Linked DNA regions of Mus musculus: regions 1, 2, 4 and 5 are each linked to region 3. A link is a contact called in public promoter capture Hi-C data. All regions are on one chromosome and are shown on one strand. The core of a region is the stretch at or near the end of the contact, and the rest is flanking DNA. Distances in the headings are between cores, read along the strand shown.

Region 1 (2,700 bases), core at 25-2,524, 2.4 Mb before region 3:
TACAGTACACTAAATCCAATTCGCCCACCCTTCCCCAGTTGGAAGGACCTGGTGCCCAGAGATGTTGAATAGAAAGAACCTAGTTAATCTCTGATGAGGTGAAAGACAGTGAGCCTCGGGCTTGGCACTGTTCCTGCCACCCCCATATGGAGAGCGGAGCTCCCTATCTAGGAAAGATACTAAAATGATGGAAGAGCTAAGTCTCCCCAGGTGTGCGACGGGCTATGTTGCTGCCTACCTGTGTTGGGGACAGAAGAGGCACTGGTGGAGCCGATGCTATTAGCTCTGGACACTACACTCCCCTTGTGGGTGCTTTCTACAAAAAGCCCTGGAAAAAAGAGGCCTCAAGTCACTAAGGATTGGGGAACACTGCCATGCCTTCAGTCACCTATGGGCACAATGGCTTCAAATGCTGACCTCTCGCCATCAACTCCAAAGCCAGTCACCACAGGCCTTCCATTTCATGCTGAAATGCTCCTGTCCCAGGGTCTACACTGCCCAGAGGACTTATTTCTGGCTCACACAGGAGCATCTGGATGCAGTGACTATGACCAGCTGTCACTGTTTCCATCATTTCCCATTCTAATGCAGAGGAACCAGGTGTGACCATGGTTGCTTCCTGCCTATTCTCCAGCTCCACCCTCACTTCTCAAGCCAAGTCCTTGGCGCAGTGACAGTGGACTGTGCTCAGGTGTGGCTGGCAAGACCATAAGAATCTACAGAGCCGAACCAGGAGTCATTCCTGACCCGCAGACAATGGAGAAGGCACTCACCAGGATCCAGGCTGTTGTCACTGTAGGCATACTCGACCTGCAGCACCAAGCAAGGGAGAAGCCTGTCAAACCTCTGCCTCTAGGAAGGCACGCGCAATCCGCGAAAGCTCATACCACAGGTGCAGGGACCACTGAATGGTTAAGCCAAGCCTTGGCTGGGCCTAGGGGGGCGTCGCCCCCTCTGTATGCTCCTACCGTCCCCGCCCCATCTCCCAGCTATGACCCCCTCGTTCCCGCACACACGCCCGTTTGTCTCCCCACCTTGGCACAGGCCGGGTGAGAGCTGTCTTCTCTGCAGCCCCGGGCCCCGGACAGCAGGGGAGACTCTGGGGATAGTTGGGGAGCCCCGCGTCTTCCGGACCCCCTACGTGCACGAGCCCGACCCGCCCTCCCCTCGCCGGCGTGCGCGTCCGCGAAGCTTGCCTTGACCCAAGGGTCCTCCGGAGAGGCGCCCGGCTCCGTCATCGTGAACCTACCGAACCGGAAACAAGCCAGCGGACTGGCCCCCAACCTCCAGGAAGAGGCGAGGCTCAGTCACGTGATCCAACCCACCAATCCGCAATTGTAGTCGTGAGCGGTGTGATAGCGCTGCGCTTGCGCCGCTCCAGTTTTTAACTGAATGTTGGAGGAGGCTAAATCTGGCCAATTCGCTTTAATGTAGGCAATGTCAGCCCCTAAGGGTCCCCACTGGCCTCCGAATGAGAATCTTCAATGGTGGCGATTTTCTGTGCAATGGAGCACCTCCAAAAAGATTGTCAGAGGGGCTAGAAGTGTAATTAGTTTAGTGGTAGAACCCGAGTGAGAGTACTAGCATCTGTCTGAACAGTGTGACACCTTGTACGCACGCGCACAGCTGGTCCGCCTGGCAATTGCTGCTGGGTCAAGAATTTCTCCTACATCACATGATCTGATCTAAGGGGGCACAAAGCCACCTCCAGCATCGGTCTCCCAACACTCAGCAGGTGCAGGACGCTAAGTCTTATAAAAATGCCTTTTAAGTTAAGCTTACAGTAAAGTCTATAACATACTCAAAAGCACATAACTAGTCACTGATAGGTTACACTTTACAGCACTCCTTGACTTCCAGCTCAGACCTTGCCCCTGAATTTGGAGTCTAACGTTCCAAAGGTATCTAGAGTCACTGGAGAGGAAACAGAAAACCACACAAGCAGCACTTGGAAACATCTTTAATTCAGTTACTGGGTCCAGACTTCACCAAACCCATCAACACTAGGTAGACATCACATCCACCACCAAAAAGCGGACAGAACCTCAGAGCGGATCGCTCCCCATTAGCTGTGTCCTCATTGCTGGACAAATTCCAGCATGCTAGGCGGACTTCCAAGCTTCTCTGTGTCCTGCACAGCTTAGCTTAAAGCCCCTGAGGCCAGATAGAGGGTAAACATCAAGGCCCCCATTTCTCCTCACCATTAGATTTGTTAGTTTCAAGGGCCAGTTTGGCGCCATAGAAAATCCACTGTCAGTTCCTGGTCTGGTAAGCCTTAGGGAGGCGCTTCTGTAGAAGATTCCACGCCTTTTCCACCTTTGGCCAGGCCAGAATGATACAAGAAAAGGCAAGGTCAGAAAAGCTAACCATTGAACCTTCCCTCCCCACAACCTAACCTAGTCTTTCCCTTTGCACCAACCTGGCTCTGTGTGACATGTGACTCCCACAAGGTGCTCAGAACCACGTTGCTCTGCTCTACCAGCTGCTGGCCGCTCATCTGGCTCTGCAGCCGGCTCTGAGCGGCTGCCTCACTTAGTCCATCCCTCTCAACAATGCGTCGAACAGCCTGGGCAATGGATGACACACGGGTCAGGAAGGGTCCTAGCCCAGTCTACTGGATCAGAGCAGGAGACCGTCTGCAGTGGGCTCAGATGGGGTGCAGTGGGGTCCAGATACCTCAGTCTCAGGGATGACGACGGT
Region 2 (2,700 bases), core at 101-2,600, 2.5 Mb before region 3:
CCTGGGCTGGAAAGTTCAGGGTTGGGGGCAGGGTATGCCAGGTAGGAACTGAAGGGTTGCTGGGAGAACTTGGAGGCCAGGTCCACTTTGATATGTAAAATATGCACCTCAGTCCCTTTTCTGCAGACACCTGCCTCTGCCTCTGCCTCCAAAGTGCTGGGATTAAAGATGTGTGCCACCACTATACCTACCTCCAAAGTTTTTGATAAAAGGAAAAGAATAGTGGAGGCTGGAGAGATGGTACAGTGGATAAGAACAAAGGCGACTTTAAAAAGGACCAAGATTTGATCTTCAGCACCTACATGGTACCTCACTACGGTTAGCAACTCCAGTCCCAGGGGATCTGATGGCCTCTTTTGGCCTCCAAGTATGCCCACAAACACATGGTACAGATACATACACCCAGGCACACACACACACACACACACACACACACACACACACACTAAAACAAACAAATGCATCGTTAAAAAATAACTAAAAGTCCGGGGAGTGGTGGTGCATGCCTTTAATCCCAGCACTTGGGAGGCAGAGGCAGGCAGATTTCCGAGTTTGAGGCCAGCCTGGTCTACAAAATGAGTTCCAGGACAGCCAGTGCTACACAGAGAAACCCTGTCTCGAAAAAAACAAAAACAAAACGAAAACGAAAAACCACCCCCCCCAAAAAAACAAAAAACCAAAACCAAAAACCACCATAGCATGTATTAAAACACACATACGCAAATAAATAAATAATAAAATATTTTGAAAAAAAGAACCTGTTCGTTTCTGATGATGGATATTTCTTGCCTCTATAGTTACTATTCCCTTTTTGTAATATTAAGTATCTTGTGGAGAGGTTTAAAAAATATTCTCGAGGGCTGGAGAGATGGCTCAGCGGTTAAGAGCGCCGACTGCTTTTCTGAAGGTCGTGAGTTCAAATCCCAGCAACCACATGATGGCTCACAACCATCCGTAATGATATCTGATGCCCTCTTCTGGGGTGTCTGAAGACAGCTACAGTGTACTTACATATAATAAATAAATAAATAAATATTAAAACAATATTCTCAAGCCGGGCGTGGTGGCGCACACCTTTGATCCCAGCACTTGGGAGGCAGAGGCAGGCTGTCTTCCAAAATTTGACTTGTAAGTTGTCTAAACACGGTTGGCAATGGTGCGCTGCTGAATAAAGTCTTCAAGAAGAGATCTGTGGCTCCAGGATGACTTTTCTCTGACAGCGCCACCTAGGAAAGTGTCGGACTAGAGCTACATCACCTTAGCGAAAACACACACCTGCGAAGACCGCAGCCCAGGTGATCCACCCTCAGAGTGCGCACGCGCACGGAGGGGAGGCGCGGGGCGTGGCCGCGGCGCAGGGGCGTGGCCGTAGCGCGCAGGCGTCCTAGTGGCGGGTGGCTGCGTCTCAGGATGGAGGGTGAGTGAGTAAACAAGACGGGGCTGGGCGGTGGGGCCGGGCCTGGGCTTGGCGTGACGCTTGAACCTCAGGGCTGGGGAGGCGAAGAAATGAGGAAACTGAGGGCCACACCATTGCCTGACCCGGGGTAGCGCGAAGCCTGTCGTCCCGAGTGTGGTGGGACCCGGGGCGACAGCGCGTGCGAGCTGCGGGGGGCCGCGTGGCGGAGGGGGCGCGGCGGGGGCGGACCCGGCTGGTGGCCCGTGCCAACGTGGGTGGGCCTTGGCGTCTGCCAGGGGACCCTGACTCTTGTAAGCGGGAGGGCCAGAGGCCCGGGTGGCTCGGGCTCGCAGAGGCTTTGAGTGATGTTGAGGAAGGGGTGGCCAGGCCGAGATGCCCGCCAAGTGTGAGAGGTTCTTAAGACGCCCAAGTGTCAGGGTCGAGATTCCCGGGGTCGCGCGGCACCTCCTCAACATTTTGCTCCCGGACCTTGTCGCTGGTCTAACTCGCCTCACTTTAGTTCCGGGTTTGAGTGAGGATTTGTCTTCAAACTGTGACTGTCTCTCCCGTCCCCAGAATTCCCAGAAACGATATGTAAATGAACGCATCCCGAAGTAAAAGGGAAGGTGCTATATTTGGGACATAACTTGTCAGGAAGTAGATGTGAGACAAAGCTTTAAGAGAATTTTTTTTGGGGGCGTGTTTCGAGACAGGGTTTCTCTGTGTAGCCTGACTGTCCTGGAACTCACTCTGTAGACCAGGCTGGCCTCGAACTCAGAAATCCGCCTGCCTCTGACTCCCAGTGCTGGGATTAAAGGAGTGCACCACCACGCCTGGCGAGAATTGTTAAGATTTAGTTGTTTGGGTTTTTGTTGTTGTTGTTGTTGTTTGTTTGTTTGTTTTTAATGTGTGTGCACTCTATGTATGGATGGTTCCAGGGACATCGAATCCCTTGGTACTAGAGTTAAGGATGCTTACATACCACCATGTGGGAGCAGGGAACTGAGCCAGTCCTTGTTGTTTGCAAGAGCAACAAGTGTTCTTAACCGCTGAGCAGGCTTTTCACCATGTGGGACGAGCTTACTTTGGTCAAAGTGACCACTGAGATGATGTAGGTGGTGGGGCACAAGGAAGAGAATGGAAATAGATTAGATGGAGGTTAGTGTTGGAGGTGTGGGTAAACTGATTAGCCAAAGTATGGAACCTATGCCTTGGGAAACAGAGCCAAGGATCACAAAGAATTGGATATGTACAGGGAGGACATTGAAAATGTAGAGACTTTTGGGGTACATTTGCTACATGAT
Region 3 (2,700 bases), core at 137-2,636:
GGACCAAGACTCCAACCCAGTCTGTCTCTGGACAGAGTCTGTCTGTCTCTCAGCCTGGAGGAAGCGGGGTAGGGGGCGAGGGGTGTCTTCCCAAAAAACAGGCCTCTGAAAATATAGAGAGCTTCCAGGGTGCCCAGGTGTGCTGCCATGACCCCCTCCAGATGGTACTCACCTGCTGCCAGATGGTGGTGGCAAAGTTGGCAACATCCAGCTGAAGCAAGTCCAAGGTGGGGGCCAGGGCAGGGGAAATACCCGATAGAGCCTGCAGGAGACCTTGGTAGAGGCAGAGCCCACTGTGGAGCTGGCTTAGGCACTGTGTCTGGGGAAGATAGCAGGGTTAGGCAGTACATCTTGGGATGCTTGCTCTCTTCAGGAGCCCAAATAGTAGGATGTAGTCCTTCCTTCTCCCCCTCCTCCTCCTTCTTCCCCTCCTTCTCCTCCCCCTCCTCCCCCTCTTCTTCCTCCTCCCCCTCCTCCTCCCCCTTCTCCCCCTCCTCTCCCTCTTTCTCCTCCTCCCCCTCCTCCCCCTTCTCCTCCTGGTCCTCCTTTTTCCGAAAATACTCACCTGCTGCAGGGCCTGGCTAGAGCAGCCACTCAGGGAAGCCTTCGGGATCCCCAGAGAGTGGCCCAGCAACACCAGCTCCTCGGGGTGACACAGCTTGTAGGTGGCACACTGTAGATGGAAGGATACTGAGGGTGCTCACCTGGGCCAGGCTCTTTGTCCAGCTCAGGTCCTCCTGGCTTCTCAGCTCCCTACCTTCCTAGTGACCCTAAGGACTGTCCCATCCAGAGGTCCCACTGCTGTCTCTACTCATTCTCTTTCCTGTGCCCTTCTCCCCCCATGTTCCCTTCCTCAATGTTTCTGTCAGTATTCTGAGGGTGCCATCTAGGCTCTTGTGCACACTGGGCAAACACTGTCAACTGCTGTGTGTTCCTAGTCTGCCCTCTTCTCATTTGTGCTCCTGCCTCCCCCGCTACCCCCCCCAAGTCCTTCCCTCCACACCTATGGCAACCCCACTCACCAACTGCTCCAGCAGCACCGAGCCGCTGGCCTGGATCTTCCTCACTTGCTCCAGGGACTTAAGCAGGAAGCTTCGGGGCAGAGGCAGGGATGGTGGCAGAGCGCTGACAGTGACCAGGGGAACGGCCTCTCGTCCTGACCATAGTGCACTTTGCCACAGCAGCAGCTGCAGGGCTAGGAGCAAACAGACGGGTCTGAGGCACTTGTTATCCGGCCTCTCTCCATTCCACACCCAGGGCAGGTAACCAGGGCACTCACCCATTAGCTTCATGCGCCTCTGGGCAGAAAGTTGAGCCATGGATTCTGGGTGATCTGGGCTGCAGCTCTGGGCTCTGCCAGGGCCCAGCTCCAGGGGGCCTTTATACATAAAGCCATCAAGGCCCCGGGAGGAAATTACCTGGGGCTGGGGCAACTCAGGCTTAGTAATAACTTCCCAGGATTTATGCAAATTTGATGATAGCTCAGGACAATGCAGGGGGTTGGGGAAAAGCTGTTTGCGAAAGTTTTTGTGAAATCGGGGAATCTCTGTTCCTTCCTTGACGTCTTGTCCCCCCCTCAAACTCTCTTCCTCTCTTCCAGCCACACCCAGGCCTGAATCGCTGCAGGGTGTTGGATCTGGATCCGAGTTGTCCAACAAGGCTGGTGAAACCCTGGAGGGGATAGCAAGGAACTCAGACCCTGGGGAAGAATGGGTGCTCAGATCAAGACTGCTTCTGTCTCTCCATCCTCTGGCAGACGTGCTTGGGGAGCCCCCTCTGCCCTTCATTTGTGATTCTCAAGTCACCTATACCTGGGACAAACATCCCGAGAGAAGAAAGAACCTGTCCTCTTTTCAGACCCATAAGCTTCCTGGTGGCTGCCTCCTGCTTTTCTGGGAGCCCTCCACAGCACCCTAGGTAGGGTCTTGCTGTCTACGCCTGCCCCACATTTGGATAAAAATAAATTGGTCCAGCATTCAGGCCGTTCTGTCCCAGGCTGATTAGCTGGGAACTCCCCAATACCCCCCATTATGACTCATTTCTTTAAGCCCCTGGATCCTGGCAGAGAGGCCAGAGGAAACCGGATGTCTGTCTTGAATGAATCAAGACCCTCTGGGGCTCCTGGCTCACCTGACCTTGCCTTTCTGCTTCCCTTGGCACATTACCTCGATGTCGTGGAGTCTGGGGCATCTGGAGGGCGTCGGAGGCTGGGTCATGGAGTGTCCCGACGATCTCTGCTCATTATGTAGCAGTGGTGTGAGCTGGCTTGAGTCGATGCATGCTGAGGTGAGAAAGGAGGAGCTGCATCTCCCATCCTAGAACTCTGCCCAGTGTTAGCTCTGAAAGAGACCTTGGTGATTTCACCTCTGTGAACTGGGCCAGAAAGGGAAATGCCTTGCCCAATCATGGGTAGTAGGGATGGAGGGACATCCCAGTCGCTCTCAGTCCCAACAGGGTATTACTACCTAAAAAGGAGGACGGCATTCCTTGTCTGACTGATGGCATCTCGATCTGGTACTTTCTGAACTATTTCACCCCCACCAAGGTGGGGCCAAGGAATATAGACATTTTTTGATGTTGAGGCATACCTGATGGGGTGGGGCCAACTCTGGGGCTAGGGTGCCCTCTGGTGGCCACAGATGTCATGGACATTAACTACATAGCCTCTGCTTGAGAGGACAGGCCAAGGGATTCCCATTC
Region 4 (2,700 bases), core at 163-2,662, 2.2 Mb before region 3:
TACCATCACATATACATACAAATCACTGCAGTACGCAGAGTTCATTCTCTATGACAGAAAGCCAAGCATATACACGTACCATGAACTGCTGATTCCAACTCAGTAAAATCTGTACTCCCAACATACAAGACGTGAAATAGGTCAGATAATTTCAAGAGCGTCAAGACCCCCCCCAAAAGACTAAATGGATGTTACTCCTAACTCCTGCCACTCTAGTTAAGCAGTAGTGGGAAAGTGTGGAAGAACTGGTTTGTCTCAATTGGACATTTAAGTTTAATGGTGAAAGACTAGTTAATGTTAACAATGAATCCTAAAATCATCAGAATATTTTATGGGCTTTCTCTCTGTGTGTGTTAGCTTCAGTTCTTAAAATTAAGTGCCTAATTAAAAGTGATTTAATTTTGTCTGCACGTTTTTCTGCACAAGGTGTGTGTCTTTGCTGCGGGCAGAGGCCTGAGGAGGGCTTCAGATCCCCCCCCCCCCCCCAGACCCCAGAGTGGAGTTACAAATGGCTAAGAGCCATCTTGTGGGATGCTGGAACTTGAACTTGAATTTTTACCAGGATCAGCCTGGCAGTCCCCTTAACTTAGGCATCCCTCTAGCTCCTAAAATAAGTACCTTTTAATGGAAACAAGTTGGTCAAAACTATCTTTCAGAATTTCAAGACCCAGTATAACAGTTTAAAAAAAAAAGAACTCAGACACACGTGGAAATGGCAAGTACTGTGTATTCGTGTCAGCTGTCATGCATAGGCTCTCTGCATTTCTGTGAGCTGACCAATCAGCCTTGCTGTTGAGATTCAGGTTTGAAATGGTGGAACAGAGAACCGGGTTATAGCCACTATTCTCCCCCACGCAATCTAGTAATTACTCTATTTCCACGTCATATTTCCGGGTGTATGCCCATAATCACGCAGAACTGAAGTTCAGAGCAGCCAGGAGTTGCCCATGTTCTTTTTTGATGTCTCCACAAACCCAAATGCTTAAGTGGGGTGACACCTGGGGACCGCCTAAGTGGCTGATTCCCACGTGGTAAGGAGCTCACAAACTCGCCCCCACGTGGTGCCAAGGGCCGGGAAAAGGGAGAGCGGGCAGAAGCGAGCCGTATCAGGGCATTTAAAGTGTCTTGACGTCACGCACTGCCAGGAACTCAGCTGAGTTTTCAGCAGGACATTCCGCTAATGTCTCCTCCCTCCCCCCGGGCTTTTTTGTAAGCTAGGCCTCTGCGCGTCCCTTGGTCGCGGAGGGAGGAGCACAAAGCTCTCAGAACAGCCAACTCAGGGAGGTGTGCCCAGAGCTCTCGACCCCGCCTTCTCTCCTAGAGGCGTTTTTCATTGGTTAGTGGGCGGGGCTTAGGAAGTACAGCGCTCGCCCGGAGGCCTCAGGGTGGCCTAGCCAGCTGGCCATTCCTTAATTATGCATGGAGGCGTGTCTTGGCCAGTGGCGGCTGGGTGGGGATTGGCTGGAGGGGCTGTAATTCAGCGGTTTCCGGAGCTGCAGTGTAGACAGGGAGGGGGAACCTGGGGTTCCGACGTCGCGGCGGAGGGAACGAGCCCTAACCGGATCGCTGAGGTACAACCCCGCTCGGTGTCGCCTGACCGCGTCGGCTAGGAGAGGCCAGGCGGCCCTCGGGAGCCCAGCAGCTCGCGCCTGGAGTCAGCGCAGGCCGGCCAGTCGGGCCTCAGCCCCGGAGACAGGTGAAGGGGGTGCAGGGTGGGGCCACCTCCCCGACGGCACGGGGGACGGCATGGGGGACCCCACGGTTCGTCAGCTGTGGGGGTGCTTAGAGCTGTGAATGGACACTTACATGGGGCAGGAGGATAGGAGGAGACACACAGGGTCGTCCCGGCGGCACTGACGTCCGGATGACAGGAACCAGCCTGGGAAAGGAAGGGACGCTGTAAGTTTCGAGGGGGAGATGCGGAGAGAGAGTGGGGAGTTCTGGGGGGTGTAGGACCGTGGGGGGGAGGACATTCTAGGCTGAGGGTAACAGAACTGACAGAAGCGGCCCTCCTGTGACTGCTCCCGGAGGCTAGGGACGTTCGGGCCACCAGAGCCACTGCCACTCAGGTGGAGATCATTGGGGTGGAGGCGTTAGAAGGAGCCTCCTTCCTGCCCCTGTGCTGGGCCTGGCCGTTCCTTGCCTAGCCACTTTCTTTGCCTTGCTCCCGTTCCTTCTGTAGTCAGCTGTACCCACTTAGGAGGTGGGAACTGTTGTGTCTCTCCTCCTGCCTCTCCGCCCCTCCCCCTCCCCCTCCCCCCCCCCCCCCAGCCTCTGGGACTGGCTAGATTTTTTTCTTAAGAATCAGATTTCCTATAGAAAATTGACAAACTTGTATCCTTTCTAAATTCTCTCCCATCTCTTTCTGTGTTAAGCTATGATTTCCCCCACCTTGTTAAGAACACTTTTTTTTTTCCCAATTCAAAATAAATCCCTGGCCAAACCAGCTCTAAAGAGCAACAAACCTCTTTCCTCTTTGACATTGTTCTCTCATAAACACCTGGTAAACTCGACGAGACGATAAATAATTGAGCCATTGCATTTACTGGATCGTGGTGTTGCTTAATTGCACAGGCCAGGGTGAGCCAATCAAGAGTGGGAGTTTTCTGTCTCATAGCCAAGCTCTTGTGTAAAAGCAGAAGCTAGGGAAACAAAGACAGGCTGGCCTTGGCTGAGTTCTGTGTGTAAACTTTACCTGTT
Region 5 (2,700 bases), core at 1-2,500, 2.0 Mb before region 3:
CAATCTCATTAAATGGCTCTACTCCCTGTGTGTGAGAGGATGCTGGTGGTCATGGTAACCAAAAGAAAGAAGCCCTGCTGTTGGTAGTTCTGATGGTGGAAGAGGATAGGACTGACCTGGGGCTGACATCTGTCTCCCCCCAGCTTACATTAAAGGATATGCAACCTGTATTTGAAGATTGTTGGTGTCTGAAGTGACCTGTGAGGGTTTTTTGATAGGACCTAATTAGGACTCAGACCTTTTTTTTTTTTTTAAATATCTCCTCTCCCTGACGAGGAACACCGAGTACTGGTCGTAAGGCCGGTGCTACAGCCCATCACTACCACTGTCCTTCGTGACACCTCCATGCCAGGTTCAACACTGTCCATCCTGGTTCAGACCATCAGCTGATTCTGAATGGCAACAGCTAGGCTGTCCCAGCTCTCTGCTGCTCCCTGCTGGAGCTATTGCTATTGGCTAAATCCATACACACCCCTAGTTTATCTCAGGGCCAGAAACTTGATTATTGATGTACTTACTACCACCTTGAGTTCCCTCCCCTGGTCACCCTACTCCCTACAGCTCCAACCCTTCACCCTCAGGAAAAAAGCAGGAGGACTTAAGGCTGCTGCACACCTCGGTTTAATACATTAGGGTAGGTTGTAGTGCCTAGGGCCTCCCCTCCTGAGTCTCAGGGCCGAGTCTGTTTGGGCTTCAACTCTTCTCCCGCAGGAAGAACGCTAAGAGACTCTAAGGATTCTTCACACTTTCGTTTTGTAAGGAGCTCTTAGGCCCTCCCCTCCTGGGTTTCTGGGACTGGCCTGTTTGAGCTTCAGGGGGAGGTAGGCACTTGTTTTGTCCCCTGAGCCACAGATGGCCAGAGGGGGTCAGGCTGCAGGTCATGGCTGCAGGATCTAAGGTCGGCGGGAGCTGCATTTGTCGGTGAACACTCTGCTCCATGCGGTAGCGGCCCCTGCTCGGGTCATTCGACTCGTGTTGCCGCTGGCCGGTCACCGTCAGATTCTGGCCGTCTATCCGCACCACCAAGTCCTCCGGAGCGAAACCTTGGGCATCCACCTTTATTTGGAAACTTGGTTGCTCACAGCCATTGCCCTGCACCTCATCCCTGAGCAGCCTCACTGGTAGAGTGGCCACTTGATTCCGTTCAGCAAGGGCCACGCTGGGACATCGGGAAGCTACCCGGTTTTCCCCGGGTTCGCGCTGCCCGGTGGAGAAACTGCTTCCTACCCGCTGCATCCGAGAGTGCAACTGCTGCCTGAGGGCGCGAGGGCTCCCCAACCCCCCATCCGGGGCGGGTGCGAAGAGGAAGGGCCCGCCCACTCTTCCCATCCAGAAGGGCAAAAACACTCAAGTCGCTGTCTTATCTTCCTTGCAAGCGCTGCAGCTTTTGTCCAGAACCGGCTTCTGCTTCTCCCTGGGCCCTTCTCTCACATCAGAGGGCAGGAAGGAGGCTATGAAGGAACTGGATCACCTGAATGTGCGGGGTTACAGCTCCATCCTGGGAGCTGATGGGATTGAGCAACGGGGTTGAAAAGGTCTGGCTTGCTCTGCCCTGCCCTGCCCTGCCGGCCCTGCCCTACCCTGCCCTTTTAAGAATCGGGCCTGGGGCAAGGAAAATTGTTCTCTGGACTGAGCCAAAAGAGGGGGCCTTTCTGATCTTCCAGGAAGAACTATCCCTGACCTTTCACAGTCTACCTCTACAATGGGAAGAAACTGTCTATTTCTCTGGCTTTCCTCCACCCCCACCCCCCCATTAAGGAGTGGGCAGGGAAAAAGATGGAGGTAGGATGGAAGGGTATGAGGTCAGGAATCCTCTCCATCTTCAAAGCTGCCTAGGCGAGCCAGAAGAGGGGACCACCCCCTACCCTCCGCATCTTCAGTGTTGGTCTCTCTGGTTCTTTAGTTCTCAGCACACACAAACACACTCCCCCCCCCCTTTCCTGCCCACTCCCAACACACACACACACACACACACACGAATGCCCGTGCATGAACACACACATTCAACAGCAGCATGGCCCACAACTATGTCTCTTTGTTCTTTTGAAAATAAAACCGTTTCTGTTTAACAGCAACCCAAGTATAGAAAAAGCTGATTGTCACTGGGCAGTGATGGCGCATGCCTTTAATCCCAGCACTTGGGAAGCAGAGCCAGGCGGATTTCTGAGTTCGAGGTCAGCCTGGTCTACAGAATGAGTTCCAGGACAGCCAGGGCTTCACAGAGAAACCCTGTCTCAAAAAACAAAATAAAACAAAACAAAACAAAACCCAAAAACTGATTGTCAAAGTTAATTCATAAGTGTGAACACCACAGTACAAATAGTAGAATTAATGTTACATTTTATCTCTATTGTAGCTGCAAGCCTTAGCCGGCAGCCACAATAGGGCAGGCTTTTGCAATGTGGGAGCCAACCTCAGGCCCAGGCCTGTTCTTCCACCTATGGACTTTAAAAGGGCAGCATCCACAAATCCTCCAGACGGCCAGTGTTCTGGGGTGCCTCTTGTTCCCAAGAGGATAGTAATTGTCACTATCTCGGATGGCTTAAAAAAGATTAGAATGAAGTAATGGTCAAATCTAGGATGCTCAACCAAGCGACATTTGGTTGTCTGGAACCAAGAAAAAAAAAAGTATGGAAGGCCAAAGGATGGGAAGCGGCAAAGGAAGACTACGACTCCCATCGTGCGCCGGGGCCGTGACGC

The links. Promoter capture Hi-C pulls out the DNA fragments that hold promoters and counts their contacts.
Region 1: a promoter capture Hi-C map of hippocampal neurons shows a contact between it and region 3, with 3 times the contacts expected there. The contact joins the promoter of Mlx here to the promoter of Csf3 in region 3. A contact is called at or near these places in 2 of 39 promoter capture datasets (hippocampal neurons and neutrophils).
Region 2: a promoter capture Hi-C map of the 3T3-L1 cell line shows a contact between it and region 3, with 4 times the contacts expected there. The contact joins the promoter of Ezh1 here to the promoter of Csf3 in region 3. A contact is called at or near these places in 2 of 39 promoter capture datasets (the 3T3-L1 cell line and hippocampal neurons).
Region 4: a contact with region 3 is called in a promoter capture Hi-C map of pre-B cells, with 3 times the contacts expected there. The contact joins the promoter of Stat3 here to the promoter of Csf3 in region 3.
Region 5: a promoter capture Hi-C map of pre-B cells shows a contact between it and region 3, with 4 times the contacts expected there. The contact joins the promoter of Hspb9 here to the promoter of Csf3 in region 3. A contact is called at or near these places in 3 of 39 promoter capture datasets (cranial neural crest, hippocampal neurons and pre-B cells).

Annotation. Positions count from the first base shown.
Region 1 is chr11:101,085,864-101,088,563 of GRCm38.p6, reverse strand. Mlx (MAX-like protein X) reads right to left here and starts at 1,274. Exons shown (of 8, transcript NM_001159385.1): 1 at 1,197-1,274; 2 at 774-810; 3 at 239-328. The coding sequence starts at 1,238. Coasy (Coenzyme A synthase) reads right to left here. Exons shown (of 10, transcript NM_001305982.1): 8 at 2,677-2,700; 9 at 2,420-2,566; 10 at 1,945-2,316. The coding sequence ends at 2,254.
Region 2 is chr11:101,225,113-101,227,812 of GRCm38.p6, reverse strand. Ezh1 (enhancer of zeste 1 polycomb repressive complex 2 subunit) reads left to right here and starts at 1,350. Exons shown (of 21, transcript NM_007970.3): 1 at 1,350-1,417.
Region 3 is chr11:98,699,999-98,702,698 of GRCm38.p6, reverse strand. It overlaps Csf3 (colony stimulating factor 3 (granulocyte)), which reads right to left and starts at 1,386. Exons shown (of 5, transcript NM_009971.1): 1 at 1,280-1,386; 2 at 1,023-1,195; 3 at 566-673; 4 at 173-319. The coding sequence starts at 1,319. Gm38985 (a long non-coding RNA gene) reads left to right here and starts at 1,189. Exons shown (of 3, transcript XR_001780319.2): 1 at 1,189-1,262; 2 at 1,601-2,286.
Region 4 is chr11:100,938,252-100,940,951 of GRCm38.p6, reverse strand. Stat3 (signal transducer and activator of transcription 3) reads left to right here and starts at 1,412. Exons shown (of 24, transcript NM_213659.3): 1 at 1,412-1,696. It overlaps Gm46295 (a long non-coding RNA gene), which reads right to left and starts at 2,614. Exons shown (of 2, transcript XR_001780333.2): 1 at 2,466-2,614; 2 at 710-1,879.
Region 5 is chr11:100,712,479-100,715,178 of GRCm38.p6, reverse strand. Hspb9 (heat shock protein, alpha-crystallin-related, B9) reads right to left here and starts at 1,250. Exons shown (of 1, transcript NM_029307.2): 1 at 604-1,250. The coding sequence starts at 1,236. The coding sequence ends at 730. Rab5c (RAB5C, member RAS oncogene family) reads left to right here. Exons shown (of 6, transcript NM_024456.5): 6 at 1-176. It also overlaps a transcript of Kat2a not described here.